Linked DNA regions of Sus scrofa: region 1 is linked to region 2. The links are chromatin contacts, called in public promoter capture Hi-C maps. All regions are on one chromosome and are shown on one strand. Each heading gives the region's core, a stretch centred on a gene start, on an enhancer-like site or on the middle of the called end of the contact. The rest is flanking DNA. Distances are from core to core; before and after follow the strand shown.

Region 1 (7,425 bases), core at 2,684-5,183, 120 kb after region 2:
TCCGCTGGGTGACTACAGGATGCCTCACTCCTGCATCCACCCACGCAGGCCTCCACAGCAGCAGATGTTAGGAATGCTCAGAAGCCGGAGGTGGTGGTGCACAAAAGCTCACACCTGGCATCCACAGCAGCTACTCCAGGAACTGGGGAGGGAGATAATGCCTATGACTCTGATCCAGGAAGGGTCTAGCTGTGCCTGGGAATCAGGCAAGGGGAAAGCTCAGTCCAGGAAACTGGGAGGGATGTGAGGGCCTTACCCAGTGAGGCCATAAGTGCAAAGTTCTCCAGCATCACCTCGCGGTACAGGAGCCTCTGAGCCTCATCAAGGAGCCTCCACTCCTCCTGGGAGAAGTACACGAACACGTCCTCAAGGTTCACTTTCCCCTGCCACAATGGGGAGAGCCAGGTCTGTGAGCAGCCAGTCTCCCAAGGACCCCCATCCTGCCCCCTGAGAGCTCCCTTCAATATGGCCTCTGACCTAACTCCTCAACTCAGAGGGAACACCAGGGCTGGGTGTACAGCGTCTGCTCTCTCAAGGTTCCTCTGACCACAGCAACAACAGGCAGGTAGGCAGAAAGGTATCATTTAAGCTCTGGGGCTGGCAAGCAGGGTGACACCCCCATCCACCACCTCCCAGCCAGTTCTCCTGGAGGGGCTAAGACGATGCTTACCAGACAACAAAGTTGGGCTCGTCTTTCTCCCTAAAACCCCTAATTCCGGGGCCTAAGGGCCATTAGTTCATACTCCTTCTCCACATGCACCCACTCTCGTGGATTGCTCTCTCCCTCACAACTCCCACCCCTGACCCAGCTGTTGGCCTCCACCATCACGTTCCTGGCTATTAACTGCACTGCCATCGTGATGTGTAGATTCTCCACTGTAAAACTATGTACATATGATCTTCTACTTTTTGGATGCCTCCATCCTGAACCATCTATAGAACTTCAACCCTGTGTCCAGCAGCTCACTTGACACCTCCACTCAGTGTCCACTGAAACATCTCAGACTCTTCACATGGCCAAAAATGAACTCCTGACATCCTTTCAGAGTCAGCCAGTGGAGTTTCTACCCTTCTAGCTGATAAAGCCTAAATCTTTGGGGCTATCTCTTTATCTCTCTCACATCAGAAAATCTGACCCAGGGAGTTCCCTGGTGGCCTAGTGGGTTAAGGATCTGGCGATGTCACTATGGTGGCTCAGGAACTTCCACATGCTGCGGGTAAGGAACAAAAAAGAAAGAAAACCTGGGAGTTCCCGTTGTGGCTCAGTGGTTAACAAATCCGACTAGGAACCATGAGGTTGCGGGTTTGATCCCTGGCCTTGTTTAGTGGGTTAAGGATCCAGTGTTGCCGTGAGCTGTGGTGTAGGTCAAAGACGCGGCTCGGATCCTGTGTTTGCTGTGGCTCTGGCGGTAGGCCAGTGGCTACAGCTCCAATTCGACCCCTAGCCTGGGAACCTCCATATGCCACAGAAGCGGCCTAAGAAAATGGCAAAAAGACAAAAAAAAAAAAAAAAAGAAAGAAAAGAGAAAAAAGAAAGAAAACCTGACTAAATCACTTCTCCCACCTACATCCCTCTGGCCCATCCATTATTACCAGCAGGATGATATACAGCAGGATCTCATTGCTTATCCATTCCAAAGGCAATAGTTTGCATCTATGAACCCCAAATTCCCAGTCCATCCCTTTCCCTCCCCCTCTCTGAACCCCATCCCATCTCTCTGTCATTATCCTATTCCCCTCAACCCTTATCTCACACACAACCTGTTCTCCACTTGGCATCCAGTGGGAGGTTGTTAAAACCTGGATCAGATCACCCTCCTCTGTTCCACACCCACCATGGCTACACCACCCTCAGAACAGAGGCCTAGCTTGTGTGCTGGCCATTTCAGGCGTGACTCCTGCACACCTGCTCCCAAATGCTACCACATGTGGTGGAGACCTGTAGTTTCTGGAAAACTCTCATCTCAATCCCACCTTCAAGTATTTGCACATGCTAGTTCCTGTGCCTGGAACAACCTTCCACTCCCTATTCCAATGGCTACCAGAAATGGGAACCCTTCCACACAGCCCCTGGTCTGTACTCAGAACCCTTGCCTTTGGGTTTCTCCAGGGTCCTGAGACTCAAGAGCTTCGAGACTACAAGTAAAGTGTCTTATGGAGTTCCCTGTGGCACAGCAGGTTAAAGAACCAGTGTTGTCATTACAGAGGCCTGGGTTGCTGCTGTGGCATGGGTTCGATCCCTGGCCCAGGAATTTCCACATGCTGGGGATGCAGCCAAAAAATAAACAGGAGTTCCCATTGTGCCACAGCGGGTTAAGAACCTGACTAGTATTTAGGAGAATGTGGGCTTGATCCCTGGCCTCATTCAGTGGGTTAAGGAGCTGGTACTGCCCATATGATATCTCTTACATCTGGAATCTAATATATGGCACAAGTGAACCTTTCCACAGAAATGAAAAGCATGGACATGGAGAACAGACTTGTAGTTGCCAAGGGGGAGGGATGGAATGGGAATTTGGGGTTCATAGATGCAAACTATTGCCTTTGGAATGGATAAGCAATGAGATCCTGCTGTATATCATCCTGCTGGGAACTATAGCTAGCCACTTATGATGAAGCATGATAATATGAGAAAAAAGAATGTATACGTGCATGTATAACTGGGTAACCTTGCTGTGTAGTAGAAAACTGGCAGAACAGTATAAACCAGCTATAATGGAAAAAATAAAAATAATTATTTAAAAAAAAAAAAAGATCTGGTATTGCTGTGAGCAGTGGTGTAGGTTACAGACATAGCTCAGATCCTGCATGGCTGTGGCTGTGGCTGTGGTGTAGGCTGTGGTGGAGGCTGGCAATTGCATCTCCAATTTGACCTCCAGCCTGGGAACTCCCATATGCTGCAGATGTGCCCCTCAAAATAAAAAATAAATAAATATATAAAGTGTCTTATGACACCAAAACTCTGGAGCCCTCGTGAGTCAAGGTGGGGCTGGAATTGATGAAGGCCTGGATATCCACCCCTCCCCTGTATAGGGCCAGTAATTACTTATGCGACCATGGGAACCTGTGGGAAGAGAGAGACTATGAAAAACAACCACGAAAGAGCCCCAAGGGCTCAGGCCTATCCACTACTCCTGCCCTACCACAAAGCCCTGGGGCTATCGCCCTTCTGTGGCTCTGTCATCAAGGCCCCCTGTTATCGGTGTTGCCTTGGACCAAGTCTTAGCCTTTCTGGGCCCCACCTCCCTCATCCTTACCCCCAAGTCTGTTCACACCTGGCCAGTCTACGAAATACTTTTGAAACCATAAGGTCGCGTCTCTCCTCTGTTCAGAACCTTCTATGCCTCCTATCACCCTCAGAATGAAGGCACAGCTACTCAGGCTCTCTGATCTTTTCAGACACCAAAGGTAACGGGTTTCCCAAACGCTGTGTCACACCTCCAAGCCGTTCTGCGAGCTGACCCCTCCGCCGGCAGGGTCCTTTCTCATTCTCCTATACTGGTTGTCAGATCTAGGACCCAACTGAAAGAACCCCTATCGTCTGAACACATTCACCTGAGCTGCAGGGACCTGAGTGTCCCTCATTCGAGGCTTCAGGATTCAGAGATGGAGGGAGGGAAAGGACCCAGGGGTGCAGCACCCACCTGCACTGGGTCCGTCAGCACGGCCGCCGCCATCCGCGCCCGTGGTCCGGGGAAAGTGAGGGGAAGAGGAGTAGCTGGAAAGCGTTAACGAGTGCAAGGTCCCGGGCTCCGGCGGCTGGGTCACCCGGGCGATGCCACTACGAACCTCAGGTTCGCTTGTTTAGGGCAGAAATCGCCTCTCTCGCGTTTTCCCTGTTGTGTCCCCTCGGGTGTGACGCTGCGGTCTGGAGACGGATTTGGTGGATTAATCCGAAAGCAGGAAAAAATGTCCGCCCAAAAAAGGAAAAAGGAAGTCCCGCCCCCTCGTCCTCCTTATGAATGGAAACGCCCCTTTCCTTGGCCTTCATTGGACCGGTGCCCCCCGATGCTCTTGGGTAATGTAGTTCCCACAGCGACACCAGGGCCGCTTACCTAACTAGCGGCGCCTAGGAATGACGTGTTGGATTTTTGAGGATTGGGCGGAGCTTCACTTCCTCTTAAAGGACACGCACCCATATTTCCGGTGGCTGTGGTCTGTAACGTATCACTTAAATATTTAGGAACATATTATCTCGGGCTTCTTTATGCAGAGAATACTCACCAAAAAAAAAAAAAATTTAAATGGACGTATCATATGCTAATGTCACTCAGACTTCTATAGCTGGAAGCTAATAATACGTTAACAAATATACACATGTAGTGTGAAGCTCTAGCGTTAGTGATGTGGGCCTCAGCATTTGGGGTCAGGAATAAGAGTGAAGACTCTATTCGTGGCCAACAAGACGTGGAAGTGCAGTAAGGATTTAGGACACTGATGTACAGGTGGACAATGGTGGTGTCTCTGGTGACCTCAGAAAACATTTCTCCTGACTGTACAATCAGTGATTGCGTCTAACCCAGTGAGTAACTCTTTTTACAAATACTATTTCTCACTCCGTATACACAGATATATTCAGTTCCTTTCAGCTATGTTACATATATCTGAAAAGAAAAGTGATGGAAGATACTTATTAAGGTATGGGGAAATCATTCTGGCTTATACATGATTTATGTATTTATTTCGGCCGCATCTGTGACATATGTAAGTTCCCAAGCCAGGGATCGAACCCATGCAGCACGAGTGACAATGCCAGATCCTTAGCCACTAGGCCGCCAGGGTATTCCTATACATAATTTAACTTGAACCTTATGCTTGCCAAAATATGCTTTGTTTGTAGCCTAACAAATATGAATTATACATCTGCTTTAATAATTCCTGTGCTTGGCTTAATGGGCGTTTCTTTGCACATTATCTCACATTCATTGAGGAGACTAACCCTCCTGAGTCCTCCCTCCCTCCCTCCCATTATGTGCCACATTGTGGTGTTTTCTAAATAAAGCCACTTGGATTTCTGTCATCCCATGTGTGTGGTCCATTACTACCACTTTGTGCTCGAGTGTTTTACATTCTATATATATATATATTTTTTTTAATTATATGCCTATATATATAAAAATTATATATGTATTGACCATACCCAAGGCACGTGGAAGTTCCTGGGCCAGGGATCAAACACCTGCCACAGCAAACACTACTATGCCACTAGGGAACTCTTTTTACTTATATTTTTACTATTTCTCTGCTCACTTTTTTTCACTTACATGAAAGTTTCAACAAACAAGTTCATTCACGAACTGTATTTGTTCATCCTGATCTGTCATTTGATCGAAGTGATAAAGAATCTGCTTCTCTCTTTGAGAGGGTACATTTTCCTGAGGTTTCAGGAAGCCAGCCCATCCTTGGCTGGTCTAACACGGCATTTCTTCTCCTCCTTTCCAGAATCAACTGGTACAGAACACCTAGTTCCAGAATGTTCCAGGAAGGAGTGAATGCTTCGTCATCTTTTGCACTCATGAGTCTTAGAGCCAGATTAAACTGCTCAAAGCTCTGACCCCCTTATCTTGCCAAGAACCTACTATTCCTGAATGATGACTGCCCTACATTTTGTTAATCTTCAACCCAAACCCTATCTTGGAACATTCTCGCCCTTTCCTCCTACCCGTCTCATGACCCTATCTTAGAACTGTCTCATCCTCACCTCCTACCCCTCCCATGTAGCCTGATCCTAACCTAACACAGATGACTTCAGCCACAGGCCCCTTAACACTGGGGAGCCTGAGCCTTCTCTCAGTACTCCTGGCCATTTGCTGGTCAATAAACCTACTTGATGCCTCAACACTCTGGACTCCCTGCCTCTATTTACTTCAGCTTCAAACCCATAACCCTTTTTCGTTCTAACAATGAGTCATTCCAAAGCTGTGATGAAGTTGGTCACTACTTAGTCCACAGATAAAACAGGAGAAAAATCGGAGAAATGAAGATTGACACAAAAGAGTCAATGGTGAAAGAGGTGGTGGGAGAACACACAATAAAATGTTGGCATCTCTTTTATCAATCGCTGCTTGGTGTCAACAGTCTAGCATGCTTCCTACCTGCAGGGAGATGGGTAGTGGAACACAGAGTAAGAAGGGATGAAGGGAGGAAACCTGGCAGGAGAGAAGGGCTGGCTTATGGGTTTTAAGGCTTAGTGTCCTGCTGGAGTTCCCATCATGGGGCAGCAGAAACAATCTGACTAGGAATCATGAGGTTGCAGGTTTGATCTCTGGCTTCGCTCAGTGGGTTAAGGATCCGGCGTTGCCGTGAGCTGTGGTGTGGTCTTAGATGCGTCTAGTATCCTGTGTGGCTGTGGCTGTGGCTGGAGAGGGCAGTTATAGCTCTGACTTGACTTTTACCCCTAGCCTGGGAACCTTCATAAGCGGGCGGGTGCAGCCTTGAAAAGCAAAAGCAAAACCAAAACCTCCATATGCGCTAAAAAAAAAAAAAAAAAAAAGGCTTAGTGTCCTGCTGGCACACTAGAGCGGGGCCCATAAGGAGGGAAAGAGCACAGTTATGTTTGGGGAGAGGGAGGATGGTGAACACTTGAGGTCGCCCGACTCTCTCATCACCTACATCCAGATATGGCCGACCCCCTAGCAAAGGAGGAAACTTGGTAATACACAACTGCTTTGTTCCCGGGAAACGGCTTTATTGTGGTCAAGATCCCTTAAATCCTTCAAGAGGAGGAAAGATTGGAGCACCAACTGTGCAGGGACATTGAAATACAGGGGCACCTACAATAAAGTCTCTAGATGACAATCTGGCCGAATTCCGGACCCTAATTTCTTTCCCACCGCCTTCTCTGCAGCGGTCCACTCTCTCCACGTTTGGCGACATGGGAACTACATTATCCAGCAGGCGCTGCTCTCCGAGGCTGCTAAAAGCTCCGCCAAGAAAACAGACGTTAAAGTGTGTGGAACCCGATGGGCGGGACTTCCGGCGTCGCCTTAGGGTCCGTCCTCCCGATTAGAGCCTCCGGAAACCTGGTGTTGAGCTTGGGGCACGAGAGCAAGAAGGCTCGAGAGGAGGCAGCCGTTGTCTTCAACGCACAAAGGCGGTGCTGGCGTTCGGCAGCGACGCCGAGGGTAACCCGATTCTGGGTCGGGGGCAGGGATGCCTGGGTCCCGACCTGGTCCTCCGCTCCCCGCCCCTCTCAGCCCTCAGACTCCGATGGCGGCGGCCGCGCGGAGGGTCCCGGTTCAGGTAAACGCTCGTCCTCTAGACGCTCAGCCCCTCGGACACTCAAGGGCCCGCTGACCGTCCCCTGCTCAAGCACCTGGGCCCAGGTCTGTAGGAGCATGTGGGTGGGGGTCCCCATTTCTGCCAGCGAGTGTGATGGGGTGTGGCAGGGGCTTACAGGCCGAGGGACCGGCAAAATCAAAGCCT
Region 2 (7,254 bases), core at 4,531-7,030:
TGGGTGCAGGGTAGGAGAGGGCTGCTGTGCAGATTCTGGGCCTCTACACATCACAGAACAGGGAAGACTCACCAGGCAAAAGACACAAGGATGGGGTGAAGTGCACGGAGGAGCCAGGGATCCACTACTCCTCCAGAAACGGTTTTCACCAGGGCCTTGGCTGCTAGTGTCCTGTGTGCTGTGTGGAAGGGTGTGTCCAGCCCCAGGAAAATCCAACTGTCCCTGAGGAGCTGGTGTTCAAGGACTATCTTAAGACGGGTGCAGACCTTATGACACATTACGTTTAGGCCACATTACCCAAGCACAGCAGAGTAAGGATGGAGAGGATCAGGGAGGAGTGGAAGACAGAGGTGAGGGACAATCCTGGGCCGGAAGGCAGAGTAGAAATGAGAGAAGGAGCAAAGTGTCAAGAATGGGCAGGAAAGGCAGAAATGAGGTACACAGCCCCTGGCCATGGCACCCAAACAGTGCGGGGCACAGGACATGTTCCTGGTATGGTGTGAACCCAGCTGTGACATCACATCCTCCCCCAGATGTGAATCACCAGGGCCAGGCCCACTCTGAGGCCCTCTTGCTGTGCCTGGAGTCATGTCCACTCTGTCATGTACCCAGGGTTCTCCTCCCAGCTCCAGCTGGACAACATGGGACCTAGAAGATGCAAGTCCTAAGGGAAAGACAGGACAGGTGAGTGGTCAGTACTGGCCCAGGGGGGCAACCAATCCCAAACAATCTCGGGAAAGAAAAATAACACCACAAAACAAATCTCTGCGGGGGCGGGGGGGATGTCCTCACAGAGACAGCCAGGTGGACCCCACAGACAGGGACCCTATTGGGTCCCAACAACTCCCGACACAGTGAGGCCCCAGGAAACGTCAACTAGGAGGGGGCAGAACCTGGAGCCCAGAGGTCTACAGCATGGGGTCTACAGAGTCCCCTTAGCAGAGAGGGGCTGAGACTAATGGAACCCTCTGGACTAATTCTAACTCTCTGGGGGAAGAAAACCTTCACTGAATAAACTTCAGGGGCTGGTACTGGGGCTACTTGTGAAAGGAGGGAGCAGACACACTCACCCAGCCCTGGCACCCACAGCACATATGACAGGGAAGCAGTAACAGACATGTGCCCCTTGTCTAGCTGTGAAAAGTGTGGAGCTGTTCTTACAAAAGAAGGGAAAAGGCACAGACCTTTCCAGGGTGCCGGGAGAGGTATGAGCGCCTTACCCAATGATGCAACAAGTGCAAAGGTCTCCAGCATCACATCTCGGTACAGGAGTCTCTGGGCCTCATGAAGAAGCTTCCATTCCTCCTGGGAAAAGTACACAGCCACGTCCTCAAAGGTCACAGAGCCCTGTGATGACGGGGACAGAGGTGTCCATAAGCAGGCTCTCTCCCCAGGACCTCAGGAGTACCTATAACACCAGCCCACATTCACTCCGTGCTCATCATCCTCTCCAGCTCTCTCACTTAGAGGGCCAATACCTCTCTTTGCTTCCTTGAGCACGAGCTCCACCCCTCAGCAACAGGCAGGTGGAGAGACAGATGCCATCTAAACTGTGGGCCTGGGATCAGGGCCCTGGGTTCACAAGTCCTTCCCACATGCGTATTACTCATCAGACCTCCACGTACATCTGACCCCATCGCTACCACCTGGCCCACAAAACTGCCACATCCCCTGCCTCCTCACATACCCTTCTGCACATGGCATTCAGGAAGTACTTGGCCAATGCAACACAACCCCACTGTACCCCACGTCTCCACTGGCAGCTCCCCAGCCCTCTTCTGAAGGCTTCCCCACCAGGCCTTGTTCGAGACTCCAACTTCCGTCGCACCATGCGGATCTAACGACCTCTGGTCAGGTTCCACTTCTTCCCTGGACATGAGGTCTCTTCATCAGGTACAATCTCTGTCCCTTTAACAGCCACTCAAAATCCACACCCACGGGACACATCTTGGGTAAAGTCACTTGACATTCTGACAGACACTCCCCAGGTTCCATCACAAAATGCTATTAAGTCTATGGGAGAAGAAGTAAGCACCAGCCTGACACTGTTGTCAGTTCACATCTGTTTCTGTTTTACTTCGGCCTCAATGTCATGGCCACTCCCCCACGAAAACCTAGGCCACCTGCTGGACTTTTCATCACAATCTACCTTTCCATAGTAACTCCTCCTCCTTGTCTGTCTTTGGGAGGTCCACAGCCCTCTCCCTTCCTCTCTCCCCTAATGGCATCCTGAAGTCCTCCCTAGCACTCTAGATCTGAATGTTCAGCTCTCCACTGGTCTCCTGTACTGTGAAGTCTCTGGGACATGTGAACCTCAATATAGCCAAAACCCAATTCCTAATATTCTCACTAGAACGTACTCATACCACAGACTTCCCCATCTCAGCTGATGGCACACCCACCCTTCCAGGTGCAAAGGAGACAAAACTTTAGTCATCTGTGACCCCTCCACATTACAACAGCTGGTCAGTCCCTACTTCAAAACAAATCCAGAGGCCAAGTGTTTCTCCTACCTCCACACCCACCACTCTGGTCCTGCCACAACCAACACTCACCTGGATGCATGCAATTGCTTCTGGAATGGTCTGCTTCTTGTCTTCCTTGCCCTCAGTCTATTCTGCACTCGGCAGCCAGGGGTAGCCTCTTAAGTCCTAAGTCAGATCACTTTTGTCTTCGGTTCCAAAAATTCCATGGCTGCCATCACTCTCAAACAGAAACCCCACTTCTCAGGCTACCATCTAGGCCTGACTCTGGCCCCCTTGCTATGTGTTCTCACCAGATAGTAGCAGAGACCTCCAAGTCATGGGACACCCCCATCTCAGTCTCATCCCCAAGCATTTGTACATACTAACCCTTGTGACTAACACAACCTTTCGTATCTCTGTGAAATCTCTCCACATAACCTCAGGCCTAGACTTAGAAACCTGAGCTTAGAGTTTCTCCAGGATCTCCAGATAAGGCCAGGAAAAGCGGCATTAAAAGAGTTCCAAGACACCTGATACTTACTGGAGCGGGGTCCATAAATGGTTCAGCTGAACGTGGAACCTGTGGGAAAGGCAGAGCCAGGCAACTTTAACTCCCATCAGTAATACAGGTAGAAAAGATTTGTGAGTGAACCACTTAATATTTCAAGTGATGATGTATGGTCAAGGGAAAATAAGGCATGTAAAAGAGGGCAGAAGATATTATGGACTGTATCACAAAGCCATGTGGCAATGTCAAGAAAAGGCTTTCCAGAAGTGGGAAAAACAAGTGCAAAGACTCTCTAACAAGGTCATGTGTGGTGTGTCTGAGTAGTATCCATGAGGCTAGTATGTCTGGACCCTAGTGAGCCACAAGAATTAGGAATCAAGCTGTGGAGGAAAAATGGCTGTGGCATATCATATAATACTACTATAATCCAGAACCAGAAATACCAAAATTGAGTCTCATTTTATGTACAGGTCTGTTTCTGACACTTCCACTTGATGCCCTTATTCTTTTTCTCCTTTGCTAATAATACATTCTTTTTTGGTAAGATTTTTATTTTTCCTATTATAGTTGATCAATAATATATTCCTATCTCTTTTTTAATTTTTTAAAATCTTATTTTTTGGGTTTTTTTTTTTTTTTTTTTTTGTCTTTTTAGGGAAGACCTATGGAAGTTCCCAAACTAGGGACCAAATTGGAGCTGCAGCTGCCAGCCTAGGCCACACCCACATCTATTCCATCTGGGACCTCCACCACAGCTCATAGCAACACTGGATCCTTAACCCACTGAGCAAGGTCAGAGATTGAGCCTGCATCCTCGTGGATACTAAATGGGTCTATTACCTCTGAGCCATGAGAAGAACCCCTATTCACATATTGTGATGTTGAAATTTTCCCGAGAATAATTTCCTACATGTTTTTCTTTCCTGTGGTAGAGAGCAGACCACCATTTACTGGCTATACATTCAAAATGAATGTCTGGGAGTTCCTGTCGTGGCTCAGTGGTTAACGAATCTGACTAGGAACCATGAGGTTGTGGGTTCGGTCCCTGGCCTCCCTCAGTGGGTTAAGAATCCGGTGTTGCCATGAGCTGTGGCATAGGTTGCAGATGCAGCTCAGATCCCTCATTGCTGTGGATGTGGAGTAGGCCAGCGGCTACAGCTCCGATTTGACCCCTAGCCTGGGAACCTTGATATGTTGTGGGTGTGGACCTAAAAAGCAAAATAAGGAAATTAATTAATAAAATAAAAAATAAAGAGAATATTTTTAAAAACTTAAAAATCAAAAAAAAAAATAAAGTTGACATCTCACCTGGGAACTTCCATATGCCACAGGTGTGGCCTTATTAAAAAGACAAAAAAAAAAAAAAATCAAGAAATAAAATAAAATTTAAGAATTTTTTTTGGAGTAAGTTTATGAATGCATAAAAAAATGTGCATCAAAAAAATGTGTGTCAAAACATAATATGCAATAGTCTAAATATAATAATTTCATTCAAAGAACGACGTTAGAATTGGTAACATGGATCAAAACAAGATCAAAAAGTGGATATGTTAAATGCAATAATAATTTTAACATATACACTAGAAAAATGTGTGCTTAATATACCCCAGAATGGAAGGCAAGTATGGCTACAGTAACCATGTTTATAAATGCAGAGAACAATTACACACACACACACACCTAAACAAAGAAAATCCTTCTACAGGAGAATTTATAGACTTAAAAAAAAATAATTATTTATTTATTTATTTTTGTCTTTTCCAGGGCCACACTCGCGGCACCTGGAGGTTCCCAGGCTAGGGGTCTAATCAGAGCTGTAGTCACCGGCCTACACCACTGCCACAGCAAGGTGGGATCCGAGCCGTGTCTGCGACCTACACCACAGCTCACAGCAACGACGGAGCCTTAACCCACTGAGCAAAGGCAGGGATCGAACACGCAACCTCATGGTTCCTAGTCGGATTCGTTTCCGCTGCACCACGAAGGGAACTCCAGAGAACTTATAGACATTTTACTCCCATATTCATACTCTATGATACTCTACAAAAATGGAATGAATTGACAGGACGAAAAATACTGGTAAAGTCACACCATACTGAACAAATGAAAAACAGTAATTTTATGATCCCATTCGTTAAAAGTTTTGAAACAAGCGATTGAAACTCCAGTCGTTGAATATTTTCCACAGACGGGCAAAACTATCAAGAAAAGCAAGGACATGTTTACTTGAACATCAGATAATACGTTAACTTTGGGGGGATGGGGTTGTTTTGGAAGCACAGGCGGCTTCTAGGGGCTTATTCGCACATCTAGACCTGAGCGGTGAACGGATATTAATTTTAGAGTTGCTTATGCAACTGCATATGGAGGTTCCGCGCAATTTTTTTCTACGCAGGTTATATTTCAAAATTCGGAAAGCCAAGGTTTGGGGAGATAAATACATATAAACACGGGACACTGGTACGAGAACAATGATAAGAACAAAAATACTGCGGCATGAGAAGAGCGGGGAGAGGGACCGGAGGATGCAGCACTTACCAGAGGCGGGCCCATCAGCGCGTCCGCCGCCAGGGGAGTCTGTGCGCGAAGGTGCGGCCTAGGCATCGCCGCAAAGCGCCTTCCCGATTCGCTTCTCTTAGGCGGGTCAGCGGTCCCAAAGCTCGGGGAACAGATCCCAATTTACAAAATGTCGCCCATGGTGGACGCCGGAAGGCCCGCCCAGACGCCATCATCTCCCCCGGAAGCGCGCACTGCCCTCTGGGTAATGCAGTTCACAGCACCGCCGCCAGGACAGGAGACCCGGCTCCCCACCGGCAGGAAAGGTCCCGCTTCACCGCGAGGGTTGCTGGGAAGGGGTGTCCTCAGGCTCTGAGAATGGCCCTGGGTTCCATGCTTCCCAAGTGGGTCGCGCCCGGATTTCCATGGATTGTCGTCTGGACTGATCACAGGGAGGTAGGGAGAGAGGCGTTTCTCAAACCTACAAAACCAGGTGGGCACTTGATACCAGGTTCTCGCTCAGAGAGCACAGCCTTCCTGAGCTGGAGTCCAATAAATATCGTCTTACTGTTCTTCAATACCTGTAGGTGGAAGCTTTAGACTCAGTTTACAAGTTTTGTTGCTGAAACTTGACCTCTGTATACTGATCCTGAGTTAAATTATGGAGACAGAATTTTGGGTGAAATAGAAAAAAACAGTTTTATTTCTTTGCCAGACAAAGGCACCTACAGCAGCCCTCCCCCCAAACTGGCCCACCCTGGAGGGGGTAGTGAGGAATCTTATAGTGTTCAAGTAGCAGAGCAGGATCAGCTGATGGACATTCTCCTTATTGGTTGAGGTAATTGGGAGTCAGTCAGTGTCATCAACCTTCTGGTTCCAACCTTCTGGTTCTGGGCACTTACATGCTAGTGGGAAGCATACAGTTAACTTACTCCAACTGGTAGGAGTTTGAGTATCTGCAAAACAGCTCAAAGGAGATGGCTCAGATATTTATACTCCTTGAGTCCTTGCCAGAAATAAGTTGCTACCAGTATCTGTTGCAGAAGCCTCCCCTCCTCTACTGTATAGTAATGTGGCACAGGGCTTATGAATCATCCTTGAAGTACTCAGAGGAGGCAGAAAGCTCTGCCTTCCCTTCATCTGGAGGACTCACCAGTCACTTGACTTTTGAGGTGCCTCATTCCCTCCCCATTGAAATGAGGTTTTGTTTTGTTTTATTTTGTTTTTGGCTATTCAGAACGTTGGGCCAGGGATCAAACCCTTGCCACAGCAGCAACCCAAGTCACTGCAGTGACAATGCCAGATCCTTAACCTGCTGTGTCACATGGGAGCTCCCTCATTGAATTGTTTTGGATGGAATATGACCCAGCTTTGGACAAAAGGACTCTAGCTGGCTTCTACAAGCAGCCTGTGGAGATTTCCCTTCTTTGTATATTTGATTGACTTGTAATGGTTGGGTTAATTTTTTTTTCCACCCTCAGAGTCACCCAACCCAGGAGTCTCCAGCTCACAGTACTGGTGTTTGTGATGATAAAATTCTCTTTTTTTTTTTTTTTTTTTTTTTGTCTTTACTTGAGCCGCTCCCACAGCATATGGAGGTTCCCAGGCTAGGGTTCTAATTGGAGTTGTAGCCACCGGTCTATGCCAGAGCCACAGCAATGCAGGATCCGGGCCACATCTGCAACCCACTCCACAGCTCGTGGCAATGCCAGATCCTTAATCCACTGAGCAAGGCCAGGGATGGAACCTGCAACCTCATGGTTCCTAGTCGGATTCGTTAACCAC

What was found. Promoter capture Hi-C pulls out the DNA fragments that hold promoters and counts their contacts.
Region 1: a contact with region 2 is called in a promoter capture Hi-C map of fetal skeletal muscle, with 3 times the contacts expected there. The contact joins the promoter of LOC110261324 here to the promoter of LOC110261312 in region 2. A contact is called at or near these places in 1 of 5 promoter capture datasets (fetal skeletal muscle), 1 of 47 Hi-C or Micro-C datasets (heart right ventricle) and 1 of 2 datasets of contacts at active chromatin or transcription factors (alveolar macrophages).

Annotation. Positions count from the first base shown.
Region 1 is chr6:61,922,599-61,930,023 of Sscrofa11.1, forward strand. It overlaps LOC110261324 (zinc finger protein 772-like), which reads right to left and starts at 3,934. Exons shown (of 4, transcript XM_021097337.1): 1 at 3,645-3,934; 2 at 257-383. The coding sequence starts at 3,677. LOC110261322 (zinc finger protein 773-like) reads left to right here and starts at 6,944. Exons shown (of 3, transcript XM_021097331.1): 1 at 6,944-7,242. The coding sequence starts at 6,963. It overlaps LOC110261329 (a long non-coding RNA gene), which reads right to left. Exons shown (of 2, transcript XR_002345385.1): 2 at 6,665-7,425.
Region 2 is chr6:61,804,785-61,812,038 of Sscrofa11.1, forward strand. It overlaps LOC110261312 (zinc finger protein 548-like), which reads left to right and starts at 5,781. Exons shown (of 4, transcript XM_021097305.1): 1 at 5,781-5,925. The coding sequence starts at 5,848. It overlaps LOC110261314 (zinc finger protein OZF-like), which reads right to left and starts at 5,722. Exons shown (of 5, transcript XR_002345367.1): 1 at 5,512-5,722; 2 at 3,007-3,045; 3 at 1,221-1,347; 4 at 73-664.